2 separate regions of the Mus musculus genome follow, and region 2 is linked to region 1. The links are chromatin contacts, called in public Hi-C maps. All regions are on one chromosome and are shown on one strand. The core of a region is the stretch at or near the end of the contact, and the rest is flanking DNA. Distances in the headings are between cores, read along the strand shown. Region 1 holds the start of Il9r (interleukin 9 receptor). Region 2 overlaps Stk10 (serine/threonine kinase 10).

What was found. A called contact is a pair of places that touch in the nucleus more often than the background predicts.
Region 2: a contact with region 1 is called in a Hi-C map of the G1E-ER4 cell line, with 4 times the contacts expected there. The contact joins the enhancer-like site here to the promoter of Il9r in region 1. A contact is called at or near these places in 1 of 39 promoter capture datasets (cranial neural crest), 2 of 484 Hi-C or Micro-C datasets (the G1E-ER4 cell line and fetal liver) and 1 of 115 datasets of contacts at active chromatin or transcription factors (pancreatic cancer cells).

The regions. Positions count from the first base shown.
Region 1 is chr11:32,198,408-32,205,060 of GRCm38.p6, reverse strand. Il9r (interleukin 9 receptor) reads left to right here and starts at 4,782. Exons shown (of 9, transcript NM_001134458.1): 1 at 4,782-4,870. The coding sequence starts at 4,843.
Region 2 is chr11:32,552,283-32,559,431 of GRCm38.p6, reverse strand. Stk10 (serine/threonine kinase 10) reads right to left here. Exons shown (of 19, transcript NM_009288.2): 2 at 4,144-4,308. Among named protein-coding and RNA genes, the nearest start is that of Stk10, 23 kb to the right of the region's middle. Within about 2 kb of position 5,616, at least 165 of the 459 cell types and tissues checked have an H3K27ac peak or open chromatin away from gene starts, as enhancers often do. A contact at or near this core is called in the G1E-ER4 cell line and pancreatic cancer cells, where this site is marked.

The DNA of each region.
Region 1 (6,653 bases), core at 3,533-6,032:
GCTTCGCAGTCACTTGAGATTATGCCATGGGCTCCATTCCAAAAAATTGCCTAAAAGGTCCACTTTAAAGTAAGGTGGAAGCCGGGCATGATGGTGCACGCCTTTAATCCCAGCGCTTGGTAGGCAGAGGCAGGCGGATCTCTGAGTTCGAGGCCAGCCTGGCCAGAGTGAGTTCCAGAACAGCCAGGGCTATACAGAGAAACCCTGTCTCAAAAATCCAACCAACCAACCAACCAAAAAACCCACCAACCCCCTCCCCGCACAAAAACCAACTCCAACTCCAACACACACACACACACAAATAGAATAAAAAGTGAAGTGAAGCTTTGGCTTGGTGGCACACACCTTTAATCTCAGCACACAGGAGGCAGAGGCAGTTGGATCTGAATCGAGAGCTAGGTCTGTATGGGAGAGCAGGGACTACAGAGGGAAGTTGTCTAAACAAAACAAATCTAGGCGGGACCTGTGGTCCTCGGAGCTGTCAAGGGCAGCCTTGCCATGCGCTGATCTCTAGTCCTCGTGTTCTTTTACACCACCAGTCCCTGTAACAACTGTTCTTATGAGGACGCTGTGTAGGCAGCACTGTGGGCTTTTTCTTTTTTCTTTGCTCCCGTCACATTCCCTGGATAGCTACTTTAATCACTTGCCTCATTTTTAAAATCCTATGTGTATGGGTCATTTTCGGCGTGTATTTCTTCTGGGCACTGAGAAACATCGTGTGAGTGCTGGGAATCAAATTTGGCCCTCTGGAAGAACAACAACCGTGTCTCTCTCTCTCTCTCTCTCTCTCTCTCTCTCTCCCTCCCTCCCTCTCTCTCTCTCTCCCTCTCCTCCCTCTCCCTCCCTCCCTCTCTCCCTCCCTCCCTCCCTCCCTCCCTCCCTCAATCATGGTTATCCTACTTAAAACTCTTATCCCCTATGCCAAGCTTGTTGTACGCACTTGGAGAAAATCCTAGCACTTGGAGAGACTGAGGCAGGAGAAAGGGTTTAAAGCCCAGGAGAGTTGCACAGCAGAGATAAAGAAGAAAGTAAGAGGAACAGGTTACATAGTGAGACCCTTTCTCAAAACAAAAATAAACAGAAAATCTACAGTATAGATTAATGTGGCCATAAGTAAGCACAATTTATTTGTCTTTGACATTTTTGTTTGAGATATCTTCTCTCAAATGAACTGTTTCAGGCAATTTTGGCTTTATCAGCTATGTCTATTAGTTTTCTGCCTTTATCAGCAGAAAAAGCAAGCCAGATCTTTCCTTTCCCATGTTTTCCTTTCTAGGCCATCACGATTTTCATGTCCTACCATTCTACCTCATACCTATATCTATATTTCTATAGCTCCATATTCCCACATGCATACACATCTGTGAACCAGAGTATCAGTTATTAAGCCTTGTAAACATAATTATATTTGCCCTTGGGGACACCAAAAGACTAAGCATTAAAGGAACTCTGGCCTATTTTGAGGGTAGGGTAGTGTGCTTGTGGTTGGGCTCAGTTAGTTATTGTAGGCAAAATTATGAATGTGTCTTCACTTGGAAATTAAGCATGGCATAAGGATGTGTGTCTGGGTGTCAAGTTTACAAGGGGTGGACTTGTATTGATTAATATTGACTGTCAACAAGACAGGGAATCGCCCATGGGACAAGCGCCTGGTGCATCTGTGAGGGGTTATTTAGATGGGTCAACCTCTAGGCATCCCTGTGATGGACTTTCTTAAATCTGATTCTTTAACTACTTGGCCATTCTGGTATATGGAATTTTCTTGATTACATTAATTGAAACGGAAAGACTCACCCTGAGTGTGGATCAAGTCTTCTCCTGGCAGCTTAGATATTAGTATAAAGCAGTCGGAGGGGAAAGGTTTTGCCTTTTGCCGGCTTGCTTTTGTGTTTTGTTGGCAAGGTTATCCACTCTGTCCTGTCAGCACTCCGGCCATCCTCCCACAATGCTGGGACTCAACTTCTTCAGCTTACAACATGGACTGAGGATAAGTGGTTCTCTAGGGATTCTCATGGCCGTTAGCACCAGAACAGAACTGCTAAGGCATCCAGCTTGGACCACTGAGCTCCTACCAGTTCTCAGGCTGTGCATACAGCCATTGTTCAAATACCCGGACGGTATTAGGCAAGCTAACCTAGTATCCTTGTAGCTTGACTTTTGGCTACTTCCTAGGTTCTTTTTTTTTTTTCTTCTTCCACCCTTTCAACCCTCTAGCACTAGGTAGGAGTGAAAAAAGGGGAGAGGAGAAAGAGTAATGGTATCATTACACTACTTCCTGCTGATTAGGGGCTTCGAGGTCCTTGGGGCAAGTTTGATCTTGGCCATCAGGATATGTAATTTCTCCTTTTCGTCTCTTCGCACATAACTACTTGATAAACCCCAACAAAACATGACCAACAGCATCCAACCACAAACCAGCCAACCAGAATTCCCTGTATCAGGGTCCTAGCATTTATAGACCTTCTGAAAAGTCCCTAGAATTCTAAATGTCACACACTCACAGAAAACATCTGCAGCTGGTGAAACCACAGCCCTGCCAAAGCATGGTCGAATCATGCTCAGCTGCTGTGGACAGCCTGAAGCAGCCCCACGCCTGGGGTTAAAATGAAAACATTACTATACTGCTTCTGTGTTTCAAAAAGCCCAAATTCTGACTACAGACCCCCCTTGAGAGTGGATCAGTTGTTCTATTGGCTCTGAGCCTTGGGAGCCCCTGGGTGATATCTGTGCATGTGCTACCTGTCTTACATAAAAATCCCAGTGTGTGTTAGGCGATGAGCAGTAGAAAAGGAAGTAAAAGAAATGGGTCTCAACGGATTGAGAGCTCAGACGGCTTCGTTCATACATACTGAGGTTTCAAGAAGCAACAAGCTAGTGATACTAATAGTAATGAGGAAAAAGAATAAGGAGCGTAGTCCTCGAAGAACGTTTACATCAAAACTCTGGAGTGCTTCACATTTTCCTCTTATCTCTCTCAATCATTTCCTTCTTTCTTATTTTCGAGACAGGGTCTTGTAGCCCGGGCTGGACACTATGTAGAGGAGAATAATATTGCATTTCTCAGCCTCCTGACTCTGGCTCCCACATGCAGGACTATAGAGTTTCTCAGTGACCCTGGCTGTCCTGGAGCTCACTCTGTAGACCAGGTTGGCCCCTGAATTCACAGAAATCTGCCTGCTCCTGCCTTCCAAACCCTGGGATTAAAGGTGTTTATCACCAATGTCCAGCCAGCTCTTTTTTTCTATATCTAATAGTCTTGTTTTTATTTTGAGAATTATGAATGACTAATATTTTTCTGCTTTTTTTTTTCTGGAGAATGATGATTTTTTGTTTCTGTATTTTTGAGTTAGGATCTCTAGCCTCGGATGGCCTGAAGCTCACTCCTGCCTCCTGAGTTCTGGGACTATAAGCATGGCCCACATCTGTTTTATGTGGCACTAGGGATTGCAGCAGGGCTTCAAGCATGCTGGGTAAGCACGCTTCCAGCCAAGCGACAGCCCCAGCCTCAGGGACAGCCTCAGACCCTTGTTTTGTTTTTTAAAGATGAGTGACCAAGGATGGTTTGGAACTTGTCATCCTCTTGCTTCAGTTCTCAGAGTACTGGGATCACAGGTGTGCGCTGCCACCTGTATGTGTATATAATGAGTATATATATATATATATATATATATATATATATACATATATATATATATATATAATTTATATGTAGTCTAGAGATCTTGTCTCAAAAATATAAAAATTACCGGTTTCCAGAGAAATAGAGCAGAATCTACAGTCTTAATAATGTTAATCATTTATAATTTTTAAGATCACCAGAAGACTTAGATGTATACATATATATGAGACAGGGTTGCACTGAGTACACAGTAGCTAGCCTCAGACTCACCAGAAGGGGGCATCAGATCCCATTACAGATGGTTGTGAGCCACCATGTGATGTGGTTGCTGGGAATTGAACTCAGAACCTCTGGAAGAGGAGTCAGTGCTCTTAACCACTGAGCCATCTCTCCAGCTCCCCCCTCTCTTTCTTTTTCTTCCCTTCCTTCCTTCCTTCCTTCCTTCCTTCCTTCCTTCCTTCCTTCCTTCCTTCTTTCCTCCCTCCCTCCCTCCCTCTCTCCCTCCCTCCTTTCTCTTCTCTTCTCTTCTCTTCTCTTCTCTTCTCTTCTCTTCTCTTCTCTTTTCTTCTCTTCTTTCTTTCTTTCTTCTTGGAGGGGGCTGCTTTGAGACAGGGTTTTTCTGTGTAACATAGCCTTGGCTGTCCTGGAACCAACTATGTAGATGAGGCTGGCCTTGAGCTCACAGAGATCTGCCTGCCCCTGCCTTCTGAGTGCTGGGACTAAAGGTGTGCACCATCATGATGCATTACTGGTTTTCCTTGACTTAGTCTCTCTTTATATTTAGCACTCAGTGACTGCCAGTGCTTTCGTCTCAGAAGAACCTCGAAGGGGAAAACCCTAGGCTAGGTCCTGCTCAAGCACTGCTCTGCTCTCCGACCTTGCCTCCTGTGCTGACCCAGTGGCATTGCCCGGGAGGATGTGCATACTCTGTCACTCAGGAGATAAATGTCTGCCATCCGTGCGTGGCAATGCTCAGTGTCACAGAGTGAGAGCTTATCCGTCCTCACCATTCTTTGGCTTGCAGCAGGTGGCGACAGGCATCTCTGAGCTCTGTGGAGGACAGTAGCTCTGTGATGTCTTGTGGTTTTTGATGTGGGTGGGCCGTGTCAGCCTGCTGAGAGACTCATCTCTCTTATCTCCTGGATCAGGTAAGGGGCTTTGCAGTGCACCCAAGGACAGTTGGCAGTAAGTCACCTCCTGGCTGGGGCTGCCTGAGACTCTCCATGGCCCTGGGAAGATGCATTGCGGAAGGTGAGTCTGTATTTAGGGCTCCCTTGACGTAAACTTGAGGAGGCAAGAGAACTGTGTCCTCGGCAATGTGGGTGACATCACCCTCCTTTGACCTTGTCTGGTGTACTGGTCTTGACTATCTCCCAGACATGGTATCTTTCCAGAGATAATCATGAAAAGAGAAATTACAATGTTTGGGGCTGGGGGTGGGGGCCGTGAGGTTGTCTTTTGGTCAGTATGTCCATCCCCCAGGCAGGAAAGGGAAGGGCACCAAGTTGGCCAGGCTGTGTTATGGAAGAAGCTTTGCTTTATCCATGGTTGAGCTTTTTATGGGGGAACAAAACCTAACCGCTTAGGCCCAGGGTTGGTAAAATCCCTCTAAACCTCCAGATCTTTTGAAAATGTCATGGTAGGAGAGGATCTGGGAGGCCATGTGTACACGTGGGATTCCAGGTTAGCTCTGTGGGGCTGGAAGGGGGGAGGGCATGTGTAGATAAGTAGAATTCTGTTTCTGGGTTACTGAGCTTCAGAGGTCTTTCTGCTGGGATCCCCCTCTATCCCCCACCTTGATCTACCTCGGACACTAATGCTCTGGGCTTACTCTTGGCCAGGGCTCGGCCTCCCAGGAGTAAATTATAACCCACGACACCCACTCTGGTGAAAAAGGTATGGATACCACCACGAGAGGCAGGGTGGTTTTGGTGGGAGGTGGGAGGGGCATTTTTATTATGGAGTTGGGCTGTGCAAGAGACTCAGTATCAGGTGCTCAGCCTGGATTACCCAGCAGGCTTAGTCAGCTTCGCCTGCAAGTGGCTGCCCCTGGGGAGGCCCCTGCTAGTGCAGGGAGCACAAGGCACAGCAGGCAGGCACTTCCTCACGGTGGCCAAGGGAGCACTGGAGCACCATTTCCTCCCACCCACCCACCCTGCAAGTGTACAGCATCAGTTCATCTGCCTGAGTCCTGTCCGCAGGCTGGGCTGCTTGTTCCGGTGCTGAGGGGCACAGAGCTGGCTGAGCCTGGATGCAGTCTTCCCATCAGGCAAGGGAGCTGGGCTGGAAGATGGGCAAGTGCTTTAGGATGGGTAAAAGGGGAGGGAGCGGCAGAGTAACAGTGCCGGGAGGAACTCCCCACCCCCACCCCCACCCCCCCACCCCCACCCCCAACCACTTCCCTGTGCTCTCAGACTCATCCTTCTTTTCTTCCCTGGTCCTCCGCCACTTCCGGATCCAGCCTCTTCTCCAGCCACAGTACCACAGACTTCTACCCCGCTAGTTGCCTCTTCTGCAGGCAGTGTGTGGGAAGGTGCTTTTGAGGGCATCTTTCTCTGCTCCTTCTGGTCTGCTACCTTGTCCTCGCCCAGTCGGTCTGCTGGCCCCATCCTTTAGGCTGTTAGCATCCAACTATATCAGCTCATCAATGTCCTCACACACCGTGCATAGCACAGGGATCCCCCTGGTTCTAGAGGAGGACCTCACAGTCTGCTGGCATTCAAAGGGAAGCTGGATCCTGTGCCCACCTCCAGCCCCATTTCCTGACACAGCTTGCATATGTCACAGGCCCCTGATACTTCTGGAGAGCAGGGCGGCTGCACTGCTGCCTCCACCTCTAGAGAGAAGCCACTGCTGGATAAGGTTGACACACAGAGCAGCCTTCTTCTGTCCTCCATTTCTGTGGGCTTTGCAAGTGGGCAGGAGAATAGGGAGTTCCCCCACCCCGGCAAGATAGGGAACAGGGCCTGGGGATATAACTCGATCGGTAGGTGCATGCGCAGCGTGCACAGGGCCTTGGGTTCAATACCCAGTG
Region 2 (7,149 bases), core at 4,367-6,866, 350 kb before region 1:
ACAGAACGAGTTCTAGGACAGCCAGGGCTACACAGAGAAACCCTATTTCACACAAACAGACAAACCGCTATAAGGAATGGACACACAGAAGATTTGTGAAGGGAGAATAAAAAAGTAAAAATGTTTCAATAGATAATAACTTCTATATAGATTGTATGTCAAGATGACCTCTTAAACACACTAGGTCAAACACATTCTTATCTAAGGAGGATTCCCCCCAGCCTCACCTGCCTTTTGGTCCCTCAAACACAGATATCAGAATGGGTGATACCACCAGGAATGGAGTGTCCATGGCTCTCACGGCTCTGCAGCCCTTCAGGGCATGTGGAGGGGAGGATTTCCCAACAACTTCACCATTTAATATTTGAAAGCAGAAGTGGAGACGTGAATCCTCTAGAAAGATTTTGCTAGGCTTGTCAATTCTGGGAGAAAGTGACCTCACTTTGTAGGACGGCAGGCAGAGGAGTTACACCTCTGGGAGGAAGGTCCTTCCCTCCTGTGCAGGATGCAGGCAGGCTCTTGGCTTGCAGCCAGCTCCTCAACACCTGTCCCTGCGAGCAGCCCTGACAGTTCTGTTATACATCTACGTGGGGACGCTGGCTCCTGAGACCACACAGGAAGCCTGGGCCGAAAGCCACCCCAGTGTGGCCTCCAGCCTTCAATCTCAGCTGCCATGGCTTCTCACTTCTTTACGGCCCGCACTTAGCCAAACTTAGCAACCTTTCCAACTCCTATGCATCCTGCAAGACACAGTTCAGATGCCCCTTTCTCTGAAGCTGGTCCATGTTCCACAGCACATGCCCATGCGTTGGGCGGGTCTCCTGAGCTGACCAGGCTCAGTGCTTTACTACTTGCCCCCAATCCTGACCTACCTTTCTCTCTCTCTCTCTCTCTCTCTCTCTCTCTCTCAACAGGGTTTCTCTGTGTAGCCCTGGCTGTCCTGGAGCTCACTCTATAGACCAGGCTGGCCTCGAACTTAGAAATCCACCTGCCTCTGCCTCCCAAGTGTTGGGATTAAAGGCGTGCGCCACCACGCCCGGCTTTGACCTTTCTTTTACAACACAGAATGTACTTCCCCTGAGCAAAATGTTACTGGGTTGCCAAGGCCTAAAATAAATGTTTTCAAACTTAAACCACCATGACTCACCTAGGAGGCTCTCAAAACTACAGGCTTCTGGGCAGCTCCCCAGCTTATGACCTGGGAGGGCCAGGTGGAGCCCCATCACTGATATGACTATCCCAGGAGGTCAGCTATGAACTTCTCACTCTGGCATCCAGGCCTTGCACAAGATGGCCTCCAATTACTGTACCAGCTGCACCTCTCCCCAGAGGCCTCAGTACAAGAGCAGCTCTGACTCTATGAACTGAAGTCCTCAAAGGAAGTCACACTTACACTGAACATTCAACAAAAGCCAACCAACTCACTGGGATGTCGATGAATGGGGGAGTTTGAATGTTGCAGCTCCAGAGCCAAATTATCTTAGGCCATCTTGGCCTTCTTAAAAAGCCATTCATTGCCCACCTATGTGTGTGAGATCTAATATCTTGTGACTATTATGCAAATCCTTCTAGAACATATAAACAAACAGGTTCCCAGCTTTCATGAATCCAAAGCTAAGAATGTTGTTAATCTGAGGACTAGAGGAGAGATTTCCCCAGTTTGTTGTAATTGCCTACCTGATTCTTGAATGAGTAGATGGTGGATAGGAGAGGGGTGTGTGTAGTGATGTGGGGAGGGGAGGGAGGGATGGAGTGATGGTGGGGAGGGAGAAAGAGGGATGTTGGGGGAGGGGCAGATGCAGTGATGGTGGGCAGGCGGTAGGAGGGTGGGCTGATGAAATGATGGTACACAGAAGAGTAGGCCAGGGGACTTCAGCTCACATGGGAAGTGGCTCTGTGATGCCAGTTTGGAAACAGACATTAAAAAAATCTAAAAAATTCTCAGATCTTTTCAAACAAGAAGGAAACAGCATTGCAGAGCCTCCCCAGAGCCGCAGGGCAGCTCTTGTGGGTACAGAGGACCCCATGGCCGTCCTCACACGGGACAGAACCAACCATGCCTCAACCAAGATGGCAAAGACACAGAGGCAGGCATGGTACTCAAGCTTATTTTAAAACTATGGCTGAAACATCTAGAAAATGCACTTTGAATGTCAGCAGTGGGCCCTCTGACAACAGCCTCAAGGAGGTTTCATCTTGTGCTTTTTTCCAGTGACCTCAGTCTCATTTCTTCTCTATCTGATTAAAAACAAATATTATCATCATTATTATGTGTGTGTGTGTGTGTGTGTGTTTGTACCTGTACATGCCACTGCATGTGTGGAGGTCAGAGGACAATGTGACAGATTTGAGAGTTTCTGCTCTCCAATCTATATGTGTGTGTGATAGGGGAAGCAAGTGACAGGGCACAGAGACTTGGGGTGGGGCGTGGGGGGAGCCTGGGCAGTGGGAGCTATGCCGTGGCCTGTGTGTGTCCCCTAAGAGTTCAAACACTGGAAGCCTGGTCCCCATTGCAGTGATGTTAGCAGAGAGTGGAGACTAGTCATGAAGTCACCCGAAACCTGAGATGCGCTCTGGCTGTCAGTACCACCATGTGATTTTCTTCAGCAAAGCCCTCTGGATTCCTACTGACCCCAGTCCATGCAGAGAGCCCAGCCAATCCTGGCACAATGGCCCTGAACCCCCAGAGCTATGCGCCAACTAAATGTCTTGTGTTCAAAAAGCCCCTCCTCAGGCAGCCCCTAGCTGTGGGCATGAGAGTCTAACACCAGCCGGGAGGGGAGGACCAACTCCCTGTCCCTTGGCCAGACTTCTTCCTCTTGCTGGCTCTATTCCTGCCTGGGAGATGAGCAATCATGAGGCCTAGTGAACTTCTCCTTCTTCCCGAGCAGCAGGATCTCTTTCTCCAATGAACCAGTTTTCTTCATTCGCACCAGTGAGTCGGGCATTCTGTCATTAAAAGCCAAGACTCTTGCTTCCCACTGGGCATGAAGAAAGCAAACCACCACGGGCCAGTAGCAAGTTCCCAGTGTTCTGAGACCTAACTAGACATGGAAAGACCTCCAAGGACACGAAATCACCACAGCAGTGTGTACCATGCCTAAAACATCCTTTCTGATCAATGTACACTTCTGAACCGACCCTCCCATCAACAGTGGCAAGACCTGGGCTCACACAGCCCCAGTGATGGCGGAGGTGCCTGAGGGCACTCAGCCGTGTCTCCAAATGTCTGCAGGATTCTGACAGTACGAGCTGTACCCAGAATTTACTTGAGATATTTCTTGCACACACATCACTTTGCTTCCTTAGTGTCTAGAGTTTGGAGGGGGATTATTTACATATGTGTGTTTTTACATATATGTATCTGTATATATAGACTATCAGTCTGGGATATAGCTCAGTGGCAAAGTACTTGGCATATACAAGACACTGGATTTAATCCTCCCCATTGGAAACACACACATACACACACACACACACACACACACACACACACACACACATACACACACATACACACACATAAACACACACACACACACACATACACACACACACACAGACACACACACACAGACACACACACACACATACACACACACACACAGACACGCACACACACACACACACACACACACACACACGAGAAAGGAGAGAGCAGAGAGACAAAGTTGGCAGAACACAGGTTCAGCAAGCTGCCCACTGTAGGGCATCTGGGTTTTGCCAGCTGAGAGGTATCAGCATGAGGCAGGCTGGTGACAGAGCTATCTGTAGGGCAGTCTCGACCCATGAAGCCAGTGGCGTCCCATGGCCCTTGCAGGAGCCAAAGGCTCACAGTGGGGGAGTACAGAAGCAGGAGATCTGTGACTCCTGCAAATGACACCAGATCAGCTCTCAGGTGCCCTGTCCATGTCTGGCCTCTGGGCACCTGTCCAGAACTCACTCACTGGACTTTGGAGTATTCCATGTCCAAGGCACCACAAGGTAAGAATTCCTCATGGAGCGCCATGTTCAGGCTCGAGAGGATGTCAGAACTCTCTCACACCCAAAGGCTTTACCAGGGAGCCCACTTCACCTTCTCCCCGCTGCAGCCCTGCCCACACAGCAGATGCTGACATGGCGCCCAGGCTGGCGCTCTCTTACCCAGAGCTTCCCATCATAGTAATAGGCCCCCAGGAGCTTCACGATATACGGGTGGTCACAGGTGGCCAGGATCTCTATCTCCACGATGTAGTCCTCCAGCTCCTCCTCGCTCTTGGTCTCTATGACTTTGGCTGCTGCCAGGGCACCGGTCTCCTTGTTTTTGGCCTGCAAAGGGGAGATGTGGAAGGTTACAGGGCAGGCTGGGCAGGAGACAGCCCCAGAAGGCTTCCCAGGCCCCCACACAAGTGTGAAAACAGAGTCCGATGTCCAAGGGGACACAGACGCTCCCGACAATGGCCAGAGCACGTGAGGTGTCAACACTGGGGAGCTCAGACCAGAGAGAACATTCTGTGTGTCTGATAAGGAAGTAAGATATAACCAAAAAAAAAAAAAAAAAAAAAAAAAAAAACCAAAAGAACTGTAGGCCTCGAAAGCTAAAGTGATGAACAGGATATTAACTCTGCTTTGCCAAAATTCGAAAAAGAGCGAAATAAGCCTGTAAACAGTTGGGTCCTGCCACTCCACCACACAAGAGGGACCTGGAAACTAGACACAAGACTCACAACTACCTCAGTGCCACCCCCCCCCCCCCAAGCTACCAGAGATGTTGCTAACAACCTTCAGCCTCTCTACCCTGGTGCTCACGAGGGCAGAGTTCACAGTGTTGACACAGCCCTAGAAGCCAGCAGCTGCTTGTCACTAACACAGGGGCAGTGGGTGCTCCACCAGCGCCTTTCTGGGGTGCCGTGCACCACACCCACTCTGACCTTTAGTGACAACTGTACACACCCCACCCAGGACAGTCCTTTCTGTGCATCTCCAGCCCCTGAGTGACAACACAAGTTCCCTCACAGGATCAAGCACGGCGACCCACACCTCAGATTCTCCAGCAAAGCAAGTCCGAGTTCAGAGAGGAGACATGCCTAGGACCTACACCTGGGTCATCTATCTTCGCAGATTCTCTACATTCCCCAGACCAGTGGTTCTCAACCTTCCCAACACTGCCACCTTTTAATAGACTTCCTCCTGTTGTGGTGACTCCAGCCATAGAATTACATCACTGCTGTTTCATAATTGTAATTTTGCTGGTGGTATGAATCATAAGTTTTTTCTTATCTGTGTTTTCCCCATGGTCTTGGATGACCCCTGCGAAAGGGTCATTTGACCCCCCACCAAAAGGGGTCATGACCAACAGGTTGAGAACCGCTGTTGCACACTATACAAGTTCATCCAATCACAGAGAAGCCTTTACAACCAGGTGACTTCACTCGCTATGCCTCGGGCCAGGCCCATTTAGGGTGACCAAACACTCAGACAGCTACCTGCTCCCTGCCCTCAGGAATTAAAATCAGGATGGAGAGGTGTCACCGATCCTGCAGAGAGGGACCAGGGTGGCTGCGATGGGTGTGGCCTCAGAAGGCACCAACCGCACCTTTGAGGAGGAAGTGGTGTGAAGGTTCCAACCAGCATTTGCCTGGCTGTTCTCATCTCAGGTCTTCCTATCTAAGCTGCTAAGAGCCCCAAACCCCCTGCAGGATGAGAACAGCTCCTCGTTTATGGGGGACAGAGTCCATTCCCCCTTGGCTGACACTTCTTAGGTGTGATAGCTCAGGCACCATCTCAATCACACTTCGGGGCAGTGCGGTTAGCAGTCCAGCTACTAAGCCTGCATGCGCCTGGTGACAGGCCCTCCCCCACCAAAATTCTTTTCGGAGTAGAAGTCAGGAAACCTCCAGAGCCCAGCCCAGGTCAGCAGGATGTGCGGAGGGGTCCTTTTTCCCTCAATTTTGAATGCTTGTTCAGAACAGCTTAAAAGTCCTCTAGAGAGGTGAGGAGTGTTGTCACATGCATTTAATCCCAGCACTAGGCAGGGCACAGGCAGGTAGATCTTTGAGTTGGAAGCCAACCTAACTCACTACAGAGTGAGTTCCATAACAACCAGGGCTACACAGAGAAACCCTGTCTGGAAAAGCGCCCCTCCCCCACATAAATCCATGAGATAAGCAGTTAGAGTCCCCCTCTCTCTTCCTCTCTGCCTTTCCTTTGGAGAGGCAGAGAGGAAGGGTGGGCCTTTGGGGGTGGCAGATTGAGGGTCAGGTGACCACAGCACCTTCTCAGCCACCATAAGCTAGGCAAAAGCCACCTATTAATCACTGCCCAGGCTGTGTGACACCTTTTCCTGAGTTCCCTGGAGGAATGAGGACTGTTTTCCACGAGTGCACGGAACCTGCTTTGCCTTACACTGTAAAAGGCGCATTGACCAAAGGGCCGGGCCTCCAGCAAGGAGCCAATATCAACACCAAGACGGCTCAATCGGTGCCCAGTGCCTTTCTCAGACTTCAGAAGCCAGAGCCCACCAGGGAGGGGCCACGCAGTGACTGTGCCAAAACCAAATTCCTTAAGAGCCTGGCTGAAACAACAGCCCAGTCCCAAAGAGCAGCAGAGGATGTTGCAACCCCAACCAGCCAGTGCTGCCCAGTGCCACCCAGACCTGGAGGGCAAATACCATTCTCAGTCAACAGAGGAGGCTGAGATTCAGACAGGCGTGTGAGTTTTGAAGGCCGGACCTGTCACAAGCCAGACTGCTCAGAGCACCAAATCACATCCAGAAGGTTTAGCTGCTCTAAGCTGAAGACCAATGGCAAGCACAGCCAGAACCAACCCCTCACAGCCAGGGGCCCCGACAGGTGCAGGCACTGAGCCTCCCACAGACACCGAGGCAGGCACTGGCCACATGCCTACTTCCCAGACAGCAGACCGAGGCCTGGAGAGGGGAGCATGGAGTCTAGAGCACTTGGATCTTGGGTTCAAAGACAATGTTAGGCCTTCTAGGGGTTGCTTGTTTGTTTGCTTGCTGCTTGTTTAATGTATGAGAAAATGGACGGTCAGTCAGGTGTGTGGCTGTAGTACCAACTCCCTGGAAGGCAGAGAGGCAGGAGCATCACTTGGCCCCAGGAGCTCCAGGCCAGCCTGGCCAACAGAGTGAGACCCCCGTCTCCATAAAAA